Regions from separate parts of the Zea mays genome. Here all the other regions are linked to region 2. The links are chromatin contacts, called in public Hi-C maps. All regions are on one chromosome and are shown on one strand. Each heading gives the region's core, a stretch centred on a gene start, on an enhancer-like site or on the middle of the called end of the contact. The rest is flanking DNA. Distances are from core to core; before and after follow the strand shown.

The links. Hi-C and Micro-C count contacts between places; a contact is called where the count stands out from the background.
Region 1: a Hi-C map of ear shows a contact between it and region 2, with 2.4 times the contacts expected there. The contact joins the promoter of LOC100285818 here to the promoter of LOC100283214 in region 2. A contact is called at or near these places in 5 of 25 Hi-C or Micro-C datasets (ear, leaf, tassel and 1 more).
Region 3: a contact with region 2 is called in a Hi-C map of ear, with 2.9 times the contacts expected there. The contact joins the promoter of LOC103650692 here to the promoter of LOC100283214 in region 2. A contact is called at or near these places in 4 of 25 Hi-C or Micro-C datasets (ear, leaf and tassel).

What each region holds. Positions count from the first base shown.
Region 1 is chr3:147,292,081-147,296,553 of Zm-B73-REFERENCE-NAM-5.0, reverse strand. LOC100285818 (Chloroplast outer envelope 24 kD protein) reads right to left here and starts at 1,411. Exons shown (of 2, transcript XM_008676257.3): 1 at 1,005-1,411; 2 at 1-86. The coding sequence starts at 1,229.
Region 2 is chr3:147,109,953-147,113,960 of Zm-B73-REFERENCE-NAM-5.0, reverse strand. It overlaps LOC100283214 (eukaryotic translation initiation factor 4E-1), which reads left to right and starts at 2,710. Exons shown (of 5, transcript NM_001366957.1): 1 at 2,710-3,012. The coding sequence starts at 2,759.
Region 3 is chr3:147,364,006-147,368,182 of Zm-B73-REFERENCE-NAM-5.0, reverse strand. LOC103650692 (dehydration-responsive element-binding protein 1F) reads left to right here and starts at 1,443. Exons shown (of 1, transcript XM_008676258.2): 1 at 1,443-2,255. The coding sequence starts at 1,443. The coding sequence ends at 2,180.

The sequences.
Region 1 (4,473 bases), core at 162-2,661, 180 kb before region 2:
GCATCAGGTGAGTCCTTTCTGTCCTGGTTCTCCTTCCTCTTAGCCCACGCCCATCTCAACACAATGAACGCCCCAAGCGCATACACCTGAGCAAAGGAAGTGTCATATTTCCACAAGTCCACAATATATCATATAGTACAAGAATAGTTAGAGAGAAAGCAAAATACAAGCAAATATTTGGCATAATGAAATAACCCCAGGAAACAAAGGTAGACTTTCTCTTATGGGGTAACATACTATATCTCAATGGTTTGTACCAGGTGCACAATAATAATAGGCTCATAACTTTGTCTGGGTTTTCTAATAAAGTGCTGGGGAGCTAAACTCCACAGTTTGTTTACAAAAAAAAGGCTAATAACAGTAATACGATATGCAGCATATAAAGCGCTTAAATCTTGTTAGTGTTGGATAACATCTGTAGAACATAGATAGCAAATGAGAGGGCCTTGAAGACATGCAACCGACCTTGTTGATCTTACCACCCTGCCAAAACTAACAATGAAAGCGTACCTGTCCTACAAGTGATTCTGAATCTAGATGATGCACGTTTCTACTTTGACAGCGGACAACGTTTGCAGCGTAATATACACTGCACAACCTACAACGGCATATTGTGTAGGTGTTAACTTGCAACTCAATCAGTCAGCAATTTTTGCATCCGGACAGTCTATTGCATAGTATATCGGTCACATGGTTTCTAGGAGATGTGGTTCTGAAACAAACTAATTTATGTGCTGAGGAATGAGGAGCAGGCTAATCCCCAACAGATATAACAGTACAAGAAACCATAACTCCAATCAAGCAAATATGGCCAATGTTGTGGACAGCCATACTGCACCCAATTCCATCTCGGTCTGATGGCAGGAGCGAGAAGAATGCCCACTGCAATAGTAACATCCACAAACAGTGATTCACTAGGAAACCGGGCAATCGCTACCGCAACAAGGGATTAGGGGTGGCTTAACCTAATCTAGTCTACGGTCCAACTTGGAACGGAGGCGTACCTGCCAGAGGTTGCGCGGGGCCATCTCCTCCTCGGTGGCGGGCGGCGGCGGGACGCCCTCCTCCTCCTCGAGCTTTATTGGCGGCGGCTGCCGTGCCTTGTGGCGCTCCGCATCGGGGAAGAAACGCACCGTAGACGGCGGCCCGCGGCGAGACTCCGCGTCGGCAGCGCCGGCCCCATCCGCCGAGTTCTTGGGCTGGTCCGGCGCACTCCCGGCGTTGCCCATAGCGTCCGCTGCCTCCTCGCAACCCCCGCTTGCTGTATCCTCTTCCTCTATCACCCAAGAGCGGCGGCCCCAACACTCTCTCACCTCGTTAGCAAGGCAGCGTCTTTTTCTCTTCTCTTCTCTTTTCTTTTCTCCTACCCATCATTCTTTTTTTTAAGAAATAGTTTAGCTTTCATTCTTTTTTTAATACCACCTCTGTTCTTAATACTTATCGTGAGCTAGTTTATTTTTAAACTAAAATGTAACAAATAAAAAAGAATGAACAAATTATTTCGAAGAAGAAAAACCATACCCTGATTTAAAGTCCTAAATTATTCACACTCTTAGATGATGTCGCGTCAAGTAAGACATCTGATATTTTGAGTTGTTTGGGATGGCTCTAGGTTCAGCTACACTGTGGATCTATAGTTTATAATATCAATTTAAATAGTCTTAAGAATATTTTTATCTAAATAATAAATAAAATGGCTTATCTAAATGTATTCTTGATTACAGCTCCAGCTCCATGATTTTTTGGAGCACCTAATGACATGCTCCACCAACTCCACCAAAATTTTCTAGAGCTAGAGATATCCCAAACATGACCTTAGTCTTAGCTAATGTGGTGCCACGTACAACCAACAAAAGTGAACAGTCATCATATAGCAGTAGAAGTTGAAGGATAAAAAATGCTCTCTCCTTAAAATACAGTTTAGCAAAACTATTCCTAGACTAAATTTATTCCAATAGCTACCGTGAGAGCTCCACCAAACAAGTTCACAGTAAGGTGAACATTATTCTTCAACAACACCCACACCACCACCACCCCCAAAGACTTCCACATACATGTGGTGTTTGGCAGCATCAATGCCATGTAGTAAATGCCGGAATATATGAACTAACAAAAGTGAACAATCATCATCTAGTAGTAGCAAGTATACTCAACGAAAAAGAGCAGCTCTCGCCAATGAAATGACTTGACACAACAGGAGCAACCAACAACCCAACCCACACATATCACATACGAATATTAACATTCCTTGGCAGCAGCATGGACATCTAGGGCCTCAAAACGATTACATATGTATTCTGACTTCCAATACATCTACGATTAGGGCTCTAGACGAGAACTGTCTCGCCACCCCAACCACCGCCACCTTAAGGTTCGAGGCAGGGAACATGGGATTAATTCGTTGCTGAAGCCTGCAACATTTGCCTCTTCACAACTTCTTTGTATGTCTTGTGATGATACATCAATGTTGTCTCTAGCAGATCCTTGAGAGACGTCTTTGGATTCCAACTTACATTCAGATTCAGTAGGCATCTGGCCATTAGTGTCACAACTTAGGGGGCCAGGAAACTGAAAGTCGCCTAGAGGGGGGTGAATAGACAAATCTGAAATTTATGAACTTTAAGCACAACTACAAGCCGGGGTTAGTGTTAGAAATAAAGTCGAGTCCGAAAGAGAGGGTGAAAACAAATCACAAGCAAATGAAAGCGGATGACACAATGATTTGTTTTACCGAGGTTCGGTTCTTGCAAACCTACTCCCTGTTGAGGTGGTCACAAAGACCGGGTCTCTTTCAACCCTTTCCCTCTCTCAAACGGTCACCTAGACCAAGTGAGCTTTTCTCCTCAATCAATTAGGTCACTTAGACCCCACAAGGACCACCACAACTTGGTGTCTCTTGCTTTGATTACAAAGGTGTTGAGAACAAGAATGAGAAAGAAGAAAAGCGATCCAAGCGACAAGAACTCAAATGAACACAAATATCTCTATCTCACTAGTCACTAAATGGTTGGAGTGATCTTGGACTTGGGAGAGGATTTGATCTCTTGTTTGTGTTTTGGAGTGAAGTCTAGAGCTCTTGTATTGAATGCAATGGCTGAAAACTTGGATACTTTGAAGTGGTGGTGGTTGGGGGTATTTATAGCCCTAACCACCAAACCAACCGTTGGGGTTGGGCTGTTGTCAATGGGCGCACCGGACAGTCCGGTGCGCCACCGACACTGTCCGGTGCGCCAGCCACGTCACCCAACCGTTAGGGTTCGACCGTTGGAGCTCTGACAGATTGGGGCACCGGACAGTCCGGTGGTGCACCAGACAGTCACTGTTCACTGTCAGGTGCGCCTTCTGGCGCCTGCTCTGATTCTGCGCGCGCTGTCCGCGCACTGTTCACGTTCACAGTTCACTTTTGCAGACGACCGTTGGCGCAGTAGCCGTTGCTCCGCTTGGCACACCGGACAGTCCGGTGCAACACCGGACAGTCCGATGAATTATACCGGAGTGGCTCTCCAAAAACCCGAAGCTGAGCAGTTCAGAGTTGATCTCCCTGGTGCACCAGACACTGTCCGGTGCACCAGACCAGGGCAACCTTCGGTTGGTTTTGCTCCTTTCTTTTTGAACCCTAACTTTAACTTTTTATTGGTTTGTGTTGAACCTTTGGCACCTGTAGAACTTATAATCTAGAGCAAACTAGTTAGTCCAATTATTTGTGTTGGGCAATTCAACCACCAAAATTACTTAGGAAAAGGTTTGACCCTATTTCCCTTTCAGAAACACACCATGCACGTCATCTTAACGACAGTAATACCTAGCTGCTTATTGATTACAGTCTTGTCAGGGATTCTCTTGTCACTGTCACCATACCCTTCACCATAGAAATGACTCGAACTCATGTCAATCATGGGCTCATCTAGTGGTGCCTAGTAGCATGGACCTACCAATACAAGACAATAGATGGCTTTAAAAAGTTGTATTGCATAGGGAGAATTGTTGTAGAAGAGTTGTATGTAGGAGCAATCTTAAAAAGAAAGGTAGTTATAGATAGGGAAAATGTATATAAGGAATTATTAGAAAGAGTCTAGATTCAGTCTTCTATATCTTAGAGCATCTCCAAGAATGTTTCTAAATTTCACTCTCTAAATTATCATTTGAAGAGTCATTTGCATAAGAATCATTTTTATATCTTTTCAATCTCCAACAACCTTTCATATCATGTTTGTACTCTAGAGAGTCATTCATGTTTTCTATATTTGGCTAGTGGGTAGTGGCGGACACATAGGGTATGCCGAGTATGCACCAGCATACCCTGCAAAATCAGTCAATATTTATATATTATAGAATAGTATTGTTGTATGTAGAAACTAAAAAGGAAAGAAAAAGAAAGAAAAACATACCTAGACGAGTGGACGCTAAGGCCCATGACGCAGCCCAAGCGAGACGCAGCCCAAGCGAGCGCTCCCTAGCTAGTACCCTGCAGTC
Region 2 (4,008 bases), core at 1,461-3,960:
AGGTTGCGCTATTTTCTGCTTTGTTTCAGCTTTCTCAGAGATTTTCAAGGAAGGATTTTTCTCTGGCAGATCCGCTATACGATGTAGAGTCCCTTCTTTGTCTGCCACGAACGAGATGGTTCCGAAGCAGAACACGAATCCGGGGCGGAGAGCAGTCTTGTGCTGAAGAGTGATGGCCATTGAGCTAACTTGGATCAGTGACACACCCCCTACCTGGCGCACCAGCTGTTGGGTTTGGGACCCAACCGCGCACCTGAGGTTACCCCTCGAGGTGCTTTTGGGTAGGACGGTGTAACCGACTGTAGCTCGATGGTTCGTGCTAGGTGCACGAGAGACGATAGACAATTTTCTACAGGTTCGGGCCGCTTAGAGAGGTGTAATACCCTACTTCCTGGTGTGGATCTTTATGTGGTGGGTTACAGGGGGATTCTCTAGTATGAAGGATGCCAGAGAATAGTGTAGATGGCTAATGAGTGACATGTCTCTTGATGGGGTGCCCCCTAGGCCTTATATACTCGACCGTGAGGCGTTACATGCGGGTATGATAACTATGTGCTCCTAAGTAATAGTGAGCCGACTGAACTTATCTCCCTATTATCCTGCCGACTTATCCTCGTTCAGTTCCAACGTCTGAGGGTGCTGCGCGGGAGAATCAGATTAAAGCTACGGATAACGTTTAAATCCATTGGGCTGCCTGGGCTCGAGTTGATCCAATCTTGCGTCGATCCACTCTTCCAGTGATTCCTCCCCTGGCCCACGAAGGGGTGGCCTTGCGAAATAATGGGCCTAGAGTCTTTCGCGAGGCCTTCCAACCTTCTAGTGGACCCGGGGAATATCTGTCCCCCACAGCCACCTCTACATGTCGTGACCTTTGGCACCCTTGATAACTACCGAACTGAGTTCCTACGCTTTGAGGTGGCTCGGTTCGAGTGCGGCTACAACACCATCAACGGGAGGCCGGGGCTGGCCAAGTTCATGGCCATCCCCCACTACCCTTATATGGTGCTCAAGATGCCCGAGCCCTAGGGTGTCATCACCATCCATGCTGACTTCCAAGGAGCAGCAGAGTGCTACCCGGGGGCCATCCAAATGACACTCACCATCGGCCCCTTGGCGGCACCACGAACACCGACGACGAACGCTGACACATCACCGGGGGATGACCTCATGATCCTGGCGAAAGAAGAAACCTTGGCCACTTCCATACGGTTAGTTGAAGAAACCAAGAAGGCCGACCTTGGCCTCCTTGACGCACGCAAGACGACGACCATTAGCTCCAGCCTCACCGGCAAATAGGAAGACATGCTCATCCGGTTCCTGCAGGACAACCGAGACGTGTCTGCATGGCATCTCACAGACATGCCCGGAGTTCCCAAGGAACTGACTGAGCACAAACTGAAGGTGTACCTGCAAGCAAAACATATCCGACAGAAGCTGCCGCTTTACACCTGATAAGAGAAAAGCCATACGAGCCGAGTTAGCTCGCCTAGTAGCTGCTAGCTTCAATAGAGAAGTGACGGATCTTGAGTGGCTTGTGAATTTTGTTCTTGTACTCAAAAGGAATAAAGTTTATTGGCGCATGTGCGTCGACTATACTGATCTCAACAAACACTATCCGAAGGATCCCTTCGGGCTCCCTAGAATAGACCAAGTAGTCAACTCTACCGCGGGGTGTTCCATGCTCTCCTTCCTGGACTGTTACTCGGGATACCACCAGATGGGTCTAGTGGAGGAGAATCAAGAGGAGGATTCAGGAGAAGACGTCGTTCATCACACCCTTCAGGGTGTTTTGTTACACCTCCATGTCGTTCGGCTTAGAGAATGCTAGGGCGACCTACCAGCGGGCCATCCAAACATACTTAGCCGACCACTGGGGCAAACGTGTGGAAGCCTATGTCGATGATGTTGTAATCAAGACAAAGGATCCAGAAAACTTCATTGACGACATCCAACAAGTTTTTCAATAGCCTGAGGCGCTACCGTTGAAAGCTTAACCCCAACAAGTGTGTGTTCGATACTTGGTTTCATCATCAGCTATCGGGGGATTGAAGCCAACCCTAAGAAGATTGAATCCATACTGCGGATGGAGCCATCACGATCGCAAAAGGTCCAGAAGCTTACTGGATGCATGGCAGCGCTGAGTCATTTTATTTCATGGCTCGACGAAAGAGGCATGCTATTGTACAAGCTGCTCAAAAGGTGGACAGGTTCTAGTGGACTCCTGATACCCAAGGAGCATTCGAGGATCTCAAAAAGTTCCTAACAACCCACCCGTCCTCAAGCCGCTTAACCGGACCACCAGCGACCAGCCGGTCCAGAATCTGCTACTGTATATCTCATACAAGACTCACGTGGTAAGCACCATGTTGGTAGTTGAGCGGAAGGAGGAAGGACACGCACCTCCGGTTCAACATCCAATATCTTTCATCAGTGAAGTCATCGGGCCCTCAAGATCAGATACCCACAGGTCTAGAAGTTGTTGTACGTGGTGCTCCTCAGTACTCGAAAACTGCGCCACTATTTCGACGACCACAAAATCGTAGTAGTCACAGAAGTTGGAAGAACAACAACTGTGTATAATACAAGTGATCAATGGAACCATGTTTAGCTTAAAAAAAGACCGCAGACCCGCAGACTGTCAGCCGTTAAAAAAAAGAAAAAGGAAAAAATAAAAACCAGACAGCCAGCCCCGAGCCCCAAACGGCCAAACCTCCTTGGACACGACTCGCCGCACCCATCCCCATCCGCCGCCGCTGCCATGGCCGACGAGATTGACACGAGGCCGGCCTCCGCGGGCTCCCGCGGCCGTCCTGCGCACGCTACCGAGGACGACGACCGGGAGGAGGGCGAGATCGCCGCCGACGCCCCCTCGCCCGCCCTCCCCGCCGCGCACCCGCTCGAGCACTCGTGGACCTTCTGGTTCGACAACCCGCACGGCAAGAACAAGATGGCCGCCTGGGGGAGCTCCATCCGACCCATCCACACCTTCTCCACCGTAGAGGACTTCTGGGGGTGCGTCCGACTATCTCTCTCTGACACATGCACACCTCTTAACCTCCTTTCCCTCCTCTCACACTCTCACAACTACTGGTACAAGTCCAGATTCACAATATACGAGCCAAATCTGCCATGGTTTACGGATCTTGGATCTCTAGATTAATTAACGCATTAGTTTCTGACTATGCCTAATCCATAGCACTCTCATTCAGCTTCTAACACTTGTTTATACAGCGGGAAAGATCAATTCTGAGAGCATAGTTACTGTCTTAGCTTCATTTGCAAGGCGCCTATCCGAAGCAGATATTCATTTTCACATGTTTTTTGCTCACCTAGTTATTCTAGCCATTTAGAGATTTATCCCCGAAACCACGCAAACCTGTTGTTCTGATGTTGCGAGCTGTCTCTGCACTTTTTACATGTTTTTGCCCCTGCTATATCATAGATATTAGCCTTCTCATTTGCCTTTTTAGAAGCAGCTGTCGATCAATCTTACACCTCTTTCGGTTTGATTCATGCACATACTGTATGAAATCTTTATTGGGTAAGCATGGTATGTTTCCATTCTCAAACATCTCCAGACCTACCTGCTAGTCCTTGTTCATACTCAAACACACGCCTTGACAAGTCTACAGTCAGTGGTGGATCCAGGAATGGATCAAAAGAGGGGCTATAAGGCACACTTGACGGAGACGCCAGCGTATGCGGCGGACGTCTTAGGGGCAGCCAGCGGTGTGCTGCAGGCTTGGCGTGCTGCAGCAGCCTGCCTGCAGCTTGTGCCTTGCATTGGTCGCTGAGCACCTGTGCGCTGCTAGCTGCTGTAGCTGCTTTAGGTGTGTCGGCCATCCACACTGCTAGCTGCTGTGGATGCCCGCGCTGCCGCGCTGGTACTAGCGGCGTGGACGGAGGCCGGACGCAGGTGCTGAATGGCGCGGCCAGGAAGGAGGTTGTGACCTATTTTAGTTGGACTTTGTGGGCTAAAATGATGGTATAGTATAGGTGCTATTGGGC
Region 3 (4,177 bases), core at 194-2,693, 260 kb before region 2:
AATGCTAAATTTTGGTACACCACTTATAGGAATTCTGTTGTTTCTTTAGTAGCTAAACTTTACCAAAAAAATGTAGTGCTAAACTTTTGTAAGAGGAGTCAAACGGGGCCTAATTGGCATGCTTTATCACATGAATCACATGGAATCTAGACGCTCAATTAATAAACACTTGCCAAATTTAGTTATAATTATTGATAAAATACAACCATAGCACAACTAAGAGCTTAGACTCCATTTGAATTTACTAGAGCTAATAGTTAGCTGACTAACAAATAGTCGGCTGACTATTAGCTACTTTTTAGCTAGATTGAACCACCTAATAACTAATGGTGGTTAGGGTTTAGCTAATAGTTAACTAGACTATTATGTATGGATGTTTGAAGGTCTCTAACTAAAAGTAGCTAATATATAAACTATTAGTTAGGTTTGTTTACATATCTCTGTTCAATATTAACAGCTAACTATTAGCTCTAGTGAGCTTTAGTCACAACTGATAAGGCAGCACATTACTTATAAAATTACAAATATTAAGGGGCTTCGTCATGTCGCACCACACCAGAGTTGTGACGGACTGACAGCCGATTTGGGCGTCGTGACTTAGACTTTCTTCAACAGTTTACCTATATCCTTACTCATATTCAAACTCCACTATACGAACATTGTAGTTTATAGTGCAAAACGGTAGTTATAGATAAACTTTAGATAAACTGGAGTCGGCCTTAGTCCTTCGACGCCGCACACCCAACAGGCTGAAGCCTGCATCTCCTCTCCTCAGTAAGATTGGCTCCAACAAGATACTCTAAAAGCTCTTGTACCTTAAATATAGAGGATCAAATGGTCCACTACGCTCTACAGCAGCGTCCTTTAAACGATCCTCTAAATTTATAGGACGCTGCTGGATTTTCTATATATAGAGTTTCTCTAAACGATCCTCTATCCATTTGAATACTTTAAATAACCGGTTTAATAAAACTAAAATATGTAAAATACATTTGATAGTATGACAAATGCGTATGTACAAAAATTAAAAATAAAAATATCTCTAATATAGGTATTTACGTATAGAGGACGTGATTTAGAGGATGTTGTTGGAGAGGAATGAGATATAGAGGATGAAATCTTTTAGAAAAAACTGTAAAAAAATGGATATAGAGAACGTTGCTCGAGATAGCCTAACGGCGAGAAAAGTGGACGCAGGCGCGCACGTGTTCCATTTACAGAATTCGCACGCTCCCCACGTGAGTAAAAATGCGTAGCGGGTACCCGTGCCTGCCCAGCCGCTCTCCTCGGTTCACACCCATCACCCAGACCCACAACCTCAAGTCCGTCGTGTTCGCTTCGATGGCCAAGTCGACGGGTCCTCATCGAACATACACATAAACCTCACTTATATCCCCGCCTTGCTCTCTCAAGAGACCCAGTCACTTGCCGCCGACCGGGCCATGGACGCCGACGACTCCTCGTACGCATCGTCCTCCTCGTTCTCTCCGCCGCCGTCCCCCGCCGATCATCTCCGCCTGCCCCCGAAGCGGCGTGCGGGCCGCAAGAAGTTCCGGGAGACGCGGCACCCGGTGTACCGCGGCGTGCGCGCGCGCGCCGGTGGCACCCGCTGGGTGTGCGAGGTGCGGGAGCCGCAGGCGCAGGCGCGCATCTGGCTCGGCACCTACCCGACCCCGGAGATGGCCGCGCGCGCGCACGACGTCGCCGCCATCGCGCTCCGCGGCGCCACCGCCGCCGACCTCAACTTCCCGGACTCTGCCCACGCGCTCCCGCGCGCGCGCACCGCCGCGCCCGACGACATACGACGCGCCGCCGCGCAGGCCGCCGAGCTCTACCGCCCGTCTCCTTCTTCCTCTTCCGCCTCCGGCCTGCTGCTGCACCACGGCCGCCGGACGATCGCTGCCCCGCCACCGCCGCTCTCACTGCCGCCGCCGGAGGCTTCTTCTACCTGCTGCTGGACGACCAGTACAGGAACCCGAGGAGCAGGTACCACGCCGACCTGCTGCGACGGCTTCCTGGACGAGGATTCCATCTTTGACATGCCAGGGCTCATCCACGACATGGCCTGGGGGATGCTGCTCACGCCACCAGCCATGGGCCGGGGCCTCGACTGGGGCGCCCTTGACGACGACGACGACCATAGCCACGTCGACTGCACGCTCTGGACGCTGGACGGATGATGTGATGACAATCATATAATTCCACACAAATTGTACGGATGTTTTTGCCACCCAAATAAACGTGTGCTTCCTATAGATGGCCATTTGACAGTAACACGATGGGCCAGCCCAGGCACGGCACGAAAAAGCACGGTTCAGGCACGATCCGGTCCGATTAGTATAGTGCCAGTGCCTGGCACGACACGGCTATAGTGCCGTGCCTGAGCCACTATCTCGACCTGTAGTGCTGGCACAGGCACGACACGGTTACATTTTTTATTTTAAAAATAATAGTTTACATATATTAAGTATAAGAATTTAACATATAACACAATAAAACTGCACCTACACTGGTTAGATGGATGCGTTTAAGTCTCTTATGCACTAGGTTGTTACTTTGAGCCCCCACAACTACATATTTTTTGCTAAATTCTACAATATACTCAGATGGACCATAGTATCACCGGGCCGGCCCGGCACGACTAGCAGGCTAACGGACCGTGCCTGGGCCGCGGCAGCGGCACGCCGGCCCATCTGACACGACACGCTTCGCTAGCCGGACCTGGCGGGCCGTGCCGGCCCGTTTGGCCATCTATAGTGCTTCCCATTGCAAAATCAGGCTACCTTATTTTATTTTAAAGAAAACTAGTAGAATGCGTGCGTTACGACAATATACAATCATATTTATGATGTTTATGGTGGTCGAGCAATAGAGCTACGATGTGGAGGCTTATAACGTGAGTACGAGTGTAATTGATCACGATCCAAATACTCCTTCACAATTTCTTAGGATCTTTAAATAAATTTTAGTTCAAAATGAATAGAAATAGAGTCAATTCCTAATCCGATCATATCTTAAACTAGGTACGTGCCCGTGTGATGCCACGAAACACAAATTGACGAGTCTTCAACGGCTCAGGGTCCTGACGATGGATGGCATGAGTAAAATGGTGACGGCAAAATCCGTGATGGATCGCTGGCGAGGACCTACGGTGATGCAGGCGACGGAGAGCGGGTGTGCACGACTACATAATATAGTCTTTAGAAGTGGTTTATTGGCAGCTTGTTCAAAGCTACATCGGAAGTCGTTTGAACTCACCACTCATGTAAGGGTTTAGGGTCCATCTAAATAATAGTTTTACACAAATTATAGCCCAGGTTTCAGCCTACCCAAAATGTATATTCCTATCCGTACACATGTAAGGTCAGCATTGTTTTAGTTGTAATATCACCTTAGCTACAGATTAGAGGGTAACAGAAGAAAAAAACCTTAAGTAGCAACAGTGGAACAAAAGGTGCATTGCCGGTTAAAACAATCCAACACTACAAAAAGTAGAAACTAAACATAACATCCTAAAGAACGTGTCATACGATCAAGTTTTCAATTCTGTATTGAAGAAGAGGATAGCATATAGCAGCATGCCAGCATATTACCTATTCTCATGTCGAAGGAAGCAAATGTCCCCTATTCATGTGCCAACATAGACATCATGTCTATTTGGATCAGCAACAACTACCTTGATTGGTGACTCACCAAAATCAACGGAGATGGCATGTCTTCTTTGCAATATAATATCATATAAGTGGACCTAAAAAGGTAAAGACCATTCACATAAAATCAGTATCATCTTCAGGAGGGCAGTGGAGAAAATAAACAAGATGCTCACTTTTTTGTTGTAGACATAGACAAGGGTATATAGATAGTGACAAGGCCAGGGAGGACCGAGAGGGCAATGGATAAAATAAACTGCTCCTAGTTTGCTTTGCCGAGTTGTCTTGCTGTCTATCCAGCACAATACAAGTTCTGTGCTACCAGATCTATGGAGACATCAACAAACAGAGAAATTACATAAATACACAATGCATGAGAAAGCACTGGAGAACATACATGTAAATAGTCTTGAGCACCTTGTTTTCCATGCAAAATACTAAATTATTAAGAAGTTTGCAGGCATCTCTAGGTTTCAATGATCTTAGACAACCTCTAATTTGTCGAAAGTGTGAGTAGTAAAATTGCG